3 separate regions of the Gossypium hirsutum genome follow, and regions 2 and 3 are each linked to region 1. Evidence: chromatin contacts called from public Hi-C data. All regions are on one chromosome and are shown on one strand. Each heading gives the region's core, a stretch centred on a gene start, on an enhancer-like site or on the middle of the called end of the contact. The rest is flanking DNA. Distances are from core to core; before and after follow the strand shown.

Region 1 (3,050 bases), core at 427-2,926:
TATTATTATTTGACGTATGAATTTAACCTATAAATAGGTTCTTTTACAACCTTAGAAAAAAACACCCATTAAATATTAGAACTCATCAAACTTTTGGAAAATTTTGTATTTACGTTTTGAGGGTTCTTTGTTTTCGAGTTTTGAGGTTTAGTTTTGATCTCTATCTTTTGTAATCTTCGTTATTTTGCCATTATAGTAAAATTATTTTTGCATTTTTATTCTCCTTATAGGAATTTTTTCACGTTAAATTTTTGTTTTCAATTTTTCAATTTCTTTCACTATTTTTACTTATTCATTGTTTAATCGATCTCCAACAGTTTCAACCATGTATCTGAAAACAAAAGCAAATTAGCTGACTGGGTGACAAAGAGACCTGTCAACAGCTTTTGCTCCCGACTTGGCCATACTACTGATGAAACCTTTATGTAATTGTTAGTTAGTCTCACGAACGAACGGAATGCTATCTAAAAAAGAAAGAAGGAAGAGCTCCATCCCGAACTCACCCAATTCCCACGTCGAAGTGTAATCACGCTACCAATTTGGTTATTATTTACTGAAAAGTATATATATAGAGAAGCAATAATTTTCCGAATAATGGCGGGGGCATTTCAGTCATCCAGGAAATAAAAACAGAACAGTTAGATTGAGTTTCAACTAGACCTGTCCATGGGCCGGGTCGGGTTTGGGCTGGGCCCACAAAAAATTTTCAGCCCGTTTACTAGGCCCGGGCTCGGCCCGGCCCGAAAAAAATATGGGGCCCGAGCCCGGCCCGGCACGGCCTGTTTTTAATTAAAATTAAAATTATTTTTTTAATAAAATTAAAACTAATTGTTATTAAAATTAATTGTTAGTAAAATTATCAAATTTTTAGTTGTTAATTGTATTAATTGTTGTAATAAAATCTAACATTTGATTAGTAAATTTATCAAATTATTAATTGTATTAATTGTATTAATTGTTGTAACAAAATCTAACATTTGATTAGTAAAACAAACTTGATGTTTTATTATTATTATTTTGTAACACTAGTCAAGTAAATGAAAGTAAATAAACTTAAAATAAAAAACTATTATATTTTAAAAATAAAAAAATATATATTTAATATTTTTCGGGCCGGGCGGGCCCAGGCCAAAAAATCTTGCCCGAGGCCCGGCCTATTTTTTAAATGGGCCTAAAATTTTGCCCAAACCCATATTTCGGACCTATATTTTTACTCAAACCCTCCCATATTTCGGACGGATCGTCGGGCCGGGCCAGGCCACCCAGCCCATGGACAGGTCTAATATCAACGCTAGTCCATTATCACTGTCCTATCAAACGCTGTCCGTGGGTAACGTCTCTCTCTCTCTCTCTAACGCTCCAATAATTGTATTTTTAGAAACCAGGGAAAAAAACTAAACTGTTTTGAAACTAACATTAATAATGCTAAATTTAATAAAAAAAAATTATGTTAGAATAAAAGTATATCCCAAAGAAATTGATGATAGTGGTTAAAATGATACTGAACAATATAATTAATATTTATATATCAGTTAATTACTCAAAAAAATAATACATTTAATTTATTAAGAATTAAACGAGTAAATTCTTTTGTAGACATGAGTAATAATGAATATACTATGTTAATAGTGAGATAATTATTTTTTCAATTTCGTCCAGAAAATTCGAGTATACAAACAATTTTTAAGGGTAAAACTGTTTTCCTCTGTTGTTATTATAATGACAGTGGGGATTTTTCATTTTTGCTGATGAGGAAAAGAGATGAAGATGAAGATGACTCCCACCACCTACAACCTCCTAATTTTCTTTAGATTGCCTAGCTTTTATTTTTACCTACCTATTAATTCGGTTTCTTTCATAACCTCTTTCCCTTGTCTTTTTTAGTCATCCATGTCCTTTGAAATAAAAGAATTGAAAAAAAGGAATTTTACTCCTCTTATAGAAAATTTTGTTTCGTTTCGTTTTGTTTTCTCTCTCGTTGAGAAACAATAAAAGAATTGTTATCTGGGCTTGGCTTGGCTTGGCTTTTCCTTTTTCTTTCTTTTTATTTTTTCAAGCTTTGGCGCTTTTGAAAATAATTCGATTTTCAAAAGTACATTGTTTGTTTTGAATATATGAAAAAGGAACTTTGATAGCCATCCAAATTTGTGAGAGCATTTATCTCTGCCAGATCGTAATTCTTCCTCTTATCAACTTCTTTATATAAAACCCATTTGAAAGAATTTGTCTTTCTTCAATTTTCCAAGCTTGCAAGCTCCAAATAAATCAACCTTTTTTCATGGTTCAAAGTTCGTAGTTTTCTCTCGTTCCTGATACAGCCCTTATAACCCATTTCTCCTTTTCTCTTAATCTATCATCGAGAAAAAAGAACAAAAAAAAAGGGGGGGGAAATGTTTGGTCCCCAAAGCAAAATGGACATTGCCTTTGAATGGCAAGCGCAATTTCACATCTTAAGGCCAAGCATCCATGCGAGAAGAGCAAATATAATAGTGAAATTCCAAGACCTTTATGGGTTCACAGTAGAAGGCAATGTGGACGATGTTAATGTGTTGAATGAGGTAAGAGAAAAGGTGAGGCAACAAGGGCGTGTTTGGTGGGCACTCGAAGCAAGCAAAGGGGCCAATTGGTATTTGCAGCCGCAGATTTCGATATCGCAAGGGATTGGGTTGAAATCTTCGCTCAAATTGTCAGGTTTTGTTAATGCGATCACATTGAAGAAGCTTATTAGGAAAGGCATTCCCCCTGTGCTTAGGCCTAAGGTTTGGTTTTCGCTTTCGGGTGCCGCCAAGAAGAAGTCTACGGTGCCTGAAAGCTATTATAATGATTTGTTAAAGGCGGTAGAGGGTATGGACACGCCTGCAACACGTCAGATTGATCATGTAAGTCCTGCATTTTGGGTGTTTTTGCATTTGCTTCATTGATATTTGTTTCTTTTCCCCCTATTTTTACATGGATCTTTGTCAGGAGGTGATGTTTGTTTTGTTTCTTTTTTCTATAGGCTTGGTTAATTTTGCACTATGAATTTGGAATTGTAAAATTCATAATATCTT
Region 2 (2,864 bases), core at 174-2,673, 150 kb before region 1:
TTTTTAAACTATAATTTTCACTAATGGTTTAAAATGGAATGTTCCAATCACCTGTTATTAATTTTATGATTTACGTGTTTTTTTTTGGCTAGTGATGTTTAAAGGCACGATTTTACTCTTGTTTTTAAATTGCTAAATTGTGATAGGCGATGCATAATTTAGGCTTGCATGTTCAGGATTAAGTGTTTAAAGCATGTTTGTTAGGTGTGATGGTTGGATATGTGGTGTGCTGGTTGACTGGTAATGAGAGTCATGCACGTGGATAATGTGGCATTCTAGATTCGGGTTAGTCTATTACGATCGGGTTTGAGGTACTACACATCAATCCTCGACCTTTTACGGCTGCTAACACCCACTTGCACCCTTGTGTCAAAATCATCAATGGCCTTTAGAGCCCTATCTATGACGCCGTCTACATTTATGTTGTTGGAAGTCCGAGAAGGAGTGAACGATTGAGTAGAACCTGCAAAAGAAAATTCAAGATCAGCCATACGAGGAACAAAATTTTTATCTAAGGGACTCGCCTGCAACCCTTGCAAAAGGGATGGACCAGGGGCATGCACGTAGCCTTCAATAAGAATAAAATAAGTTTGAAGGTTCCTCCTTCCTCTCGAACAAAATAGTGGCTAAGTCATTGGAAGCCTTGTAGGGCCACATTGTATCTAAAGGGCGTGCGACCCAAGAAATGGCCTCAAGAGTATTTATTGAAGGCTTGTAACCATTGGGGTTGTGATTATCTAAGTAGAAACAAAAAACGTTTCTAGTTGTAATAAGATTCTCCAGCATGAGAGAATGGCCCAATTTCAAGTGTTTGAACTAATCCTCCACAGCCTCATTATCCAACTGTTGCATGCAAGTACAGACATTCTCTAGAGGAATATACCAGTGGGTTAAGAACCCAAACCCACCCTTTAGCCTACACCTCACCCGAATGAATTTTTTTTGTTAAGGTGAAGGTTGGAAGCCCAGTTTTTTATTATGGGCACGTACCCTTGACGAGCATTAAAATGGTCCAACCCAACCGACGCTCCCCAAAAAGTTACCTTTAACTGGTATAATCACTAGAAAATGCCAAGAAGGGGTGGTTCACCTCTTAGGCTACAATCGATGAAATAGGCAACTAGGGTCCATCAAGAAAAGCCAGTGAGTTGCCAAAGTGTGAACCCATACTCATTAAGAATAGAGCAAAAGAAAGAATTAATGGGGAGATGAAACCTTGCCTCAAACAGATAAAGCAGAAGAAGGATGTTGTCGGAGGTGTCGCTCAGTCAACACTCGCCTTGAAAAAGGCTTCAGTTATAAGAGAAATTAGGAAGTTGAATTCCTCAGACGCTCAAGTAGCGAACCATTTCCCCTGTGATGTGGTATAATGAAAAGGGGCAGTTTCCACGAAGTATGTATCCCACAAGCACTGGGCCCAACCCCATCGCCTTCATTGTTACCACCACGTCCTTTCTTACTACCACTGCTGCGATGGTTGACCCCCTCGCGATGACTAAGTTTGATCCTAAGCATTTTGGGGATAACAAAAAGAAAGGAAGAAAAAAGGGAAAGCCTCGAGAAATTACCTGAAAAACTTACGAGAGGCGGTCAAGGAAAGAAGAAAAGTGAACACAGATGTGGGAAACGGAGAAGTACAAGTGAGAGGAAAACATAGAGTAACTTAATCGACAAGGAAGAGAGGGAGAATTTCAAGCAACTCACCTCTTAACTTCACGCCTTAGTTTAAATATCCAAACCTATAAAGGAAGTTTGGTTGAAATAAATCAGATGATTCAAATTCTGAAACTCTAAGGGTGACACTTGTAAAAGGGGAAAGGGTTTCTTCCTAAACCCAACAATAATTGGGAAAGTGGGAATGTTGGCTAGAGCAAAGCATTCATTAAGTATCTGCTAGAAGTAGTACACGCTCAAATAGACCAAGTTCCATGACTTTGACGCAATGTATGCTAATCGTGTTGGAAAAAATCTAGTTTGAAAATGATTTTCTTGTTCAGTGGAAAATTAAAATTTTACAAATTGACCTAGTTTATGATATTTATATTAATAAACATTAACTAAATTCATACATGTATTTTCGGATAAATGAATCCTTGATGTTTTCTGGTTTTCAACCAAATGATCGTCTCTACTGTTCTCATACCACGACTTGCTTCGAGTGTGTGCTCAAACCAATTGAATCAAAACACAAAACTAGAAAAAAATTTACTTATGGTGTGAAAACAAAAATTTTCTCTTCTTTAATAGAAACCAGAAAAATTATTATTCTGGAAAATATATTTATAAGTTTAGAATAATTTCTCTTAATTTTTCAATAGAATAACAATCTCTTAAAAGTTGTGTTAATAGCTCTACCAGTGTCATGTATTTATAGGAAGAGAAGATAGAACCCTTGTAGAGTTGTAGATGTTTGTTTAAATAGGAAACAACATCCTACTTAGAATAGGAGAAGGGTGAATGACTCACCCTTGTATTTCTACTAAGGTTGTTGCCTCATTCATTTTATATGAGGGGTTTTGGGCCTCTCTCACTTTGAGTCCAATTGTGAGTACTTCTTAGGCCATTTTGACCTAGTACTCTGTAATATAATCCAATCCGATTTAGTTTTTCTATTTTCCAAAATAAAATTTAATATATACATATTAAATAATTTTCTCACCTTAATTTTTTACCAGTAAATTTTAACAATTTTACCCCCGATAAAATTTTGACAATTTTGCCCCTGCTAAAATTTTGACAAAATTCATTCAATATGTCACAACTCAACATGTTCACTATGACCAAATGATTTATTTGCATTTTCAGGCTTCAAAACAATCCAAAAACATAAACTCATTCTTCCATCATTTTTTAAGTAATCCTAT
Region 3 (3,201 bases), core at 90-2,589, 160 kb after region 1:
TATTCTTTACTATACAATAGTTTAAGGTTATAGTGTTTTATTATGCTAACAAATGAAGTATTTTTCTAGTAAAATAATTTCATATATCATTTTCAAATCAAAGAAACTGAAAATGGGGAATAACAATAAATAGCTATGACTTTTCTTTTTATCAAAGTGAGGGGAAAATGAAAAAAATATTAGAACATATTATTTGTTATAGTTTAAAGGTAAAATTGATCAAAACTATAAAAATTAGTAAATTTATTATAAATTTAACGCTTTGAGCAAAATGAAATGGACAAAATATTAAATTTTTTTGAAGAATATATCAAAGAACCAGAAATGTTAATTCATTAATTATTATTATTTTGTTTTAGTTAAGTAAAATGAATCTAAATCATTAAAGAGTGTTAAAATTGTCAACAATCCCATATTACCATAAGAATATAAGATCATTTAAAAAAGATATGGTATTGAAATTGTTTCTTATATTTCGAAATCTTACACTAAAAACTATTTACTCAAACTAATCTTTGAAATCTAAGTGAGAATACTTGAACCAAAAGTCACCTAAAAGGATAATATGCAACACTCTTTTCTTGCAAACTTTTTTTTTTTTTGAAAAGAGAAAAAGAAAAAGAGTTTAGTTTCAGCAGCCAATAAGTGCTACAAATACTATTGCATGGTACCCTAGTCTTTTGGTTACATTTGCTTGGACGTTAAAGCCAATCTCCGCGGTCATTTCAAGCCATTTTGGGTACATAAGTTAAATTTTGTCCACCAATGATATTAACCCATGCCCACAAGTCTTTCTTTGAAACTTCGTCAAAAAGTCTTACTAAGTTCACTTCAAAAAGATGTTGGCATGTACTTCTACACCAATTTTTAAAGATAATTTTATTTATGTATAGCATAATTTATATATAGTATCATCTTCAATCGTTTAATTTTATGCTTCCTCTATGAATCAATTTAAAGTAGAAAACAAAAGCAGTAAATGAGTTGGGTGCAGCCAGTCCTAGAATATTCATGGTCACATGTTTAACAAAGGTATGATTGATTGGATTAATTGAAGCCACCAAGAAGATGGATTTTGTCTGTCAAAAGCAGTTAGGCATTCCTTGAAATTTAAGATGGAGCTGTACATTATTTATATAGATCACAAGAAACTTGTGGCATATGCATGCATACAAATATAAGGTCCCACCACCCACAAAACTTGAAATTTACTTCTTCCCAACACCATCTTTAATGTTCCAAAAGACTCGCAAGGATATTTTGTCCATTCCCATTCGCCAATATAGGCGTGCTATCATTCTTTCTTTAAAACCACTCATCTCCCCTAACGTATGTGTTGAATTTGAAAATACACTTCATATTAAACGGCTGTTATCCATATCTGAATGCAATAGTAATCATTCATCCCTTAACCAACATACACGGCACTTGTTTTTGAATTAAGCCTTTGGGAAGATGAATTTTGGAGCTTTGAAAGCCGCCGAATGTAAATATTATTATTAAATTTGATTCGGTTAGAATTTTCATTTTAAAATTAAATAATTAGAATTTTTAATTGATTTGAATAAATAGTTTCATTCGGGATTGAATTATATAACTCAAATAATTTGAAATAACTTATCATAATAAATAGTATTTTTTTGGGGGTGAAATAGATAGTTAAGAAAATATAGTTATGGCTGAAAATTGTGACATAATAATCAAACTTGATTTTGTTGAAAATATTTTAATTAATTATCAAGTCTGGTGAAGTTTTTCACTTAAAATTTGTTCGAGTTTTGTAAATTTTAGGCGCATAGAATTCATTTTAATTTAATTATTAAAAATTAAGTATACAATTTGTAATATATAATTTTATAAGCGTTGAATTATGTTTAATAAAAACAAATTTTTGAATGTAATATGTTGTTTTATAATAATAAAATATAATATTTGAAAATTGCTTATTCCATAATTTTAATCTTATAAAAATAATATTTTATATTCTATTATTTTAGATGGTTATGGATAAAAATAAACATAATAATTAGAATATTTCATTTTTCACAAAAGTAAATGATAAAAAGACCTCTCTTTCTCTCAATTTCAAATTTGAGCAAATTGGTTCTTCTAAAAATATCAGAGCAATTTAATCTCTTTTTATTTCGAAATTATGCAACTAAGGACAATTAATCATGGTGTTGATGTTTTCCATCCATTGTACATTGTTTTGATTGGTATAATAAAAAAAATTAGCCTATAAAGTTTACACATTCTGACAACTTTGTCCAAATTTAACGAATTTATCCTACAACATTTGTGTAAATGTGAAATTGTTGAGGTTGAATTTGTTGAATTTTTTATAATTAAGGCCAAAATGAAAAATATATAAACATTGAAGGCTAAATTTGTTATTATATCAATAAAATCATGTACAATTGATGGAAGACATTAACACCATGATTAATTTTTCTTAGTTGTTCACTTTCGAAATTTGCATGGATTTGGCATGGAATGGGATCTTGACAGATGAGTTTTGACCTTAGCAAGGACTTTATCAAGGCAACTCCTGTTGGGATCTATTGTGTTTAATGTAGTGACTTTGTATATGTGCTTGTAATTTTGTGAACAAATTGGTTTAATAAAATCCATCAGTATCATTAACATCTTTTGTATATTATCATCAACAGTTTTTCACTCAAAGCAAAGTGAAAGCAAATATCGACTCATTGATTATCCAACGTTTAGACTAATATTAAATAGCATTACATGGTTAGATCGTAATGCGGAAAGACTACTTACATTAGTAGATAATCTAAACAAATCCTTAGTCTAATTAGAACTGAGCAAATTGATTGAAAAACTAATATGTCATTTTGACATGAACCTTCATACGCATTGAAATTACGAATCATGATTTAATTTGGCCGATCATTTCTAAACAGGTAAGCTCTGGAAACATGATAAATATGAAAGAAAATAAACAAAAGAGTTTGGATATAACTTATTAATACAAAAACAATCTTAGAAACGAAGCTAAGTTATAGATCAACTAGACCTAGTTTCTATAAAGTTGTTTAAGTCTTAAAAGTTTGGAAAACAAAGAAGAACCGTGACCCACTATCTATAAACAAGATAGGAACCAACAGTATAAAGGTGATCGCCACACTTCAAAAATAGGTGAAAATGGATGTGATAAGGTCGAGATAATTTTGAACGCCA

Evidence for each region. A called contact is a pair of places that touch in the nucleus more often than the background predicts.
Region 2: a contact with region 1 is called in a Hi-C map of leaf, with 2.0 times the contacts expected there. The contact joins the enhancer-like site here to the promoter of LOC107954703 in region 1. A contact is called at or near these places in 10 of 34 Hi-C or Micro-C datasets (anther, callus, hypocotyl and 2 more).
Region 3: a contact with region 1 is called in a Hi-C map of leaf, with 1.8 times the contacts expected there. The contact joins the enhancer-like site here to the promoter of LOC107954703 in region 1. A contact is called at or near these places in 4 of 34 Hi-C or Micro-C datasets (callus, hypocotyl, leaf and 1 more).

The regions. Positions count from the first base shown.
Region 1 is chrD07:36,807,632-36,810,681 of Gossypium_hirsutum_v2.1, reverse strand. LOC107954703 (TBC1 domain family member 2B) reads left to right here and starts at 1,676. Exons shown (of 7, transcript XM_016890339.2): 1 at 1,676-2,879. The coding sequence starts at 2,391.
Region 2 is chrD07:36,960,785-36,963,648 of Gossypium_hirsutum_v2.1, reverse strand. No RefSeq gene overlaps it. Among protein-coding and RNA genes, the nearest start is that of LOC107954704, 43 kb to the left of the region's middle. Within about 2 kb of position 1,423, at least 9 of the 9 cell types and tissues checked have an H3K27ac peak or open chromatin away from gene starts, as enhancers often do. A contact at or near this core is called in hypocotyl and leaf, where this site is marked.
Region 3 is chrD07:36,645,504-36,648,704 of Gossypium_hirsutum_v2.1, reverse strand. No RefSeq gene overlaps it. Among protein-coding and RNA genes, the nearest start is that of LOC121219069, 23 kb to the right of the region's middle. Within about 2 kb of position 1,339, at least 3 of the 9 cell types and tissues checked have an H3K27ac peak or open chromatin away from gene starts, as enhancers often do. A contact at or near this core is called in hypocotyl and leaf, where this site is marked.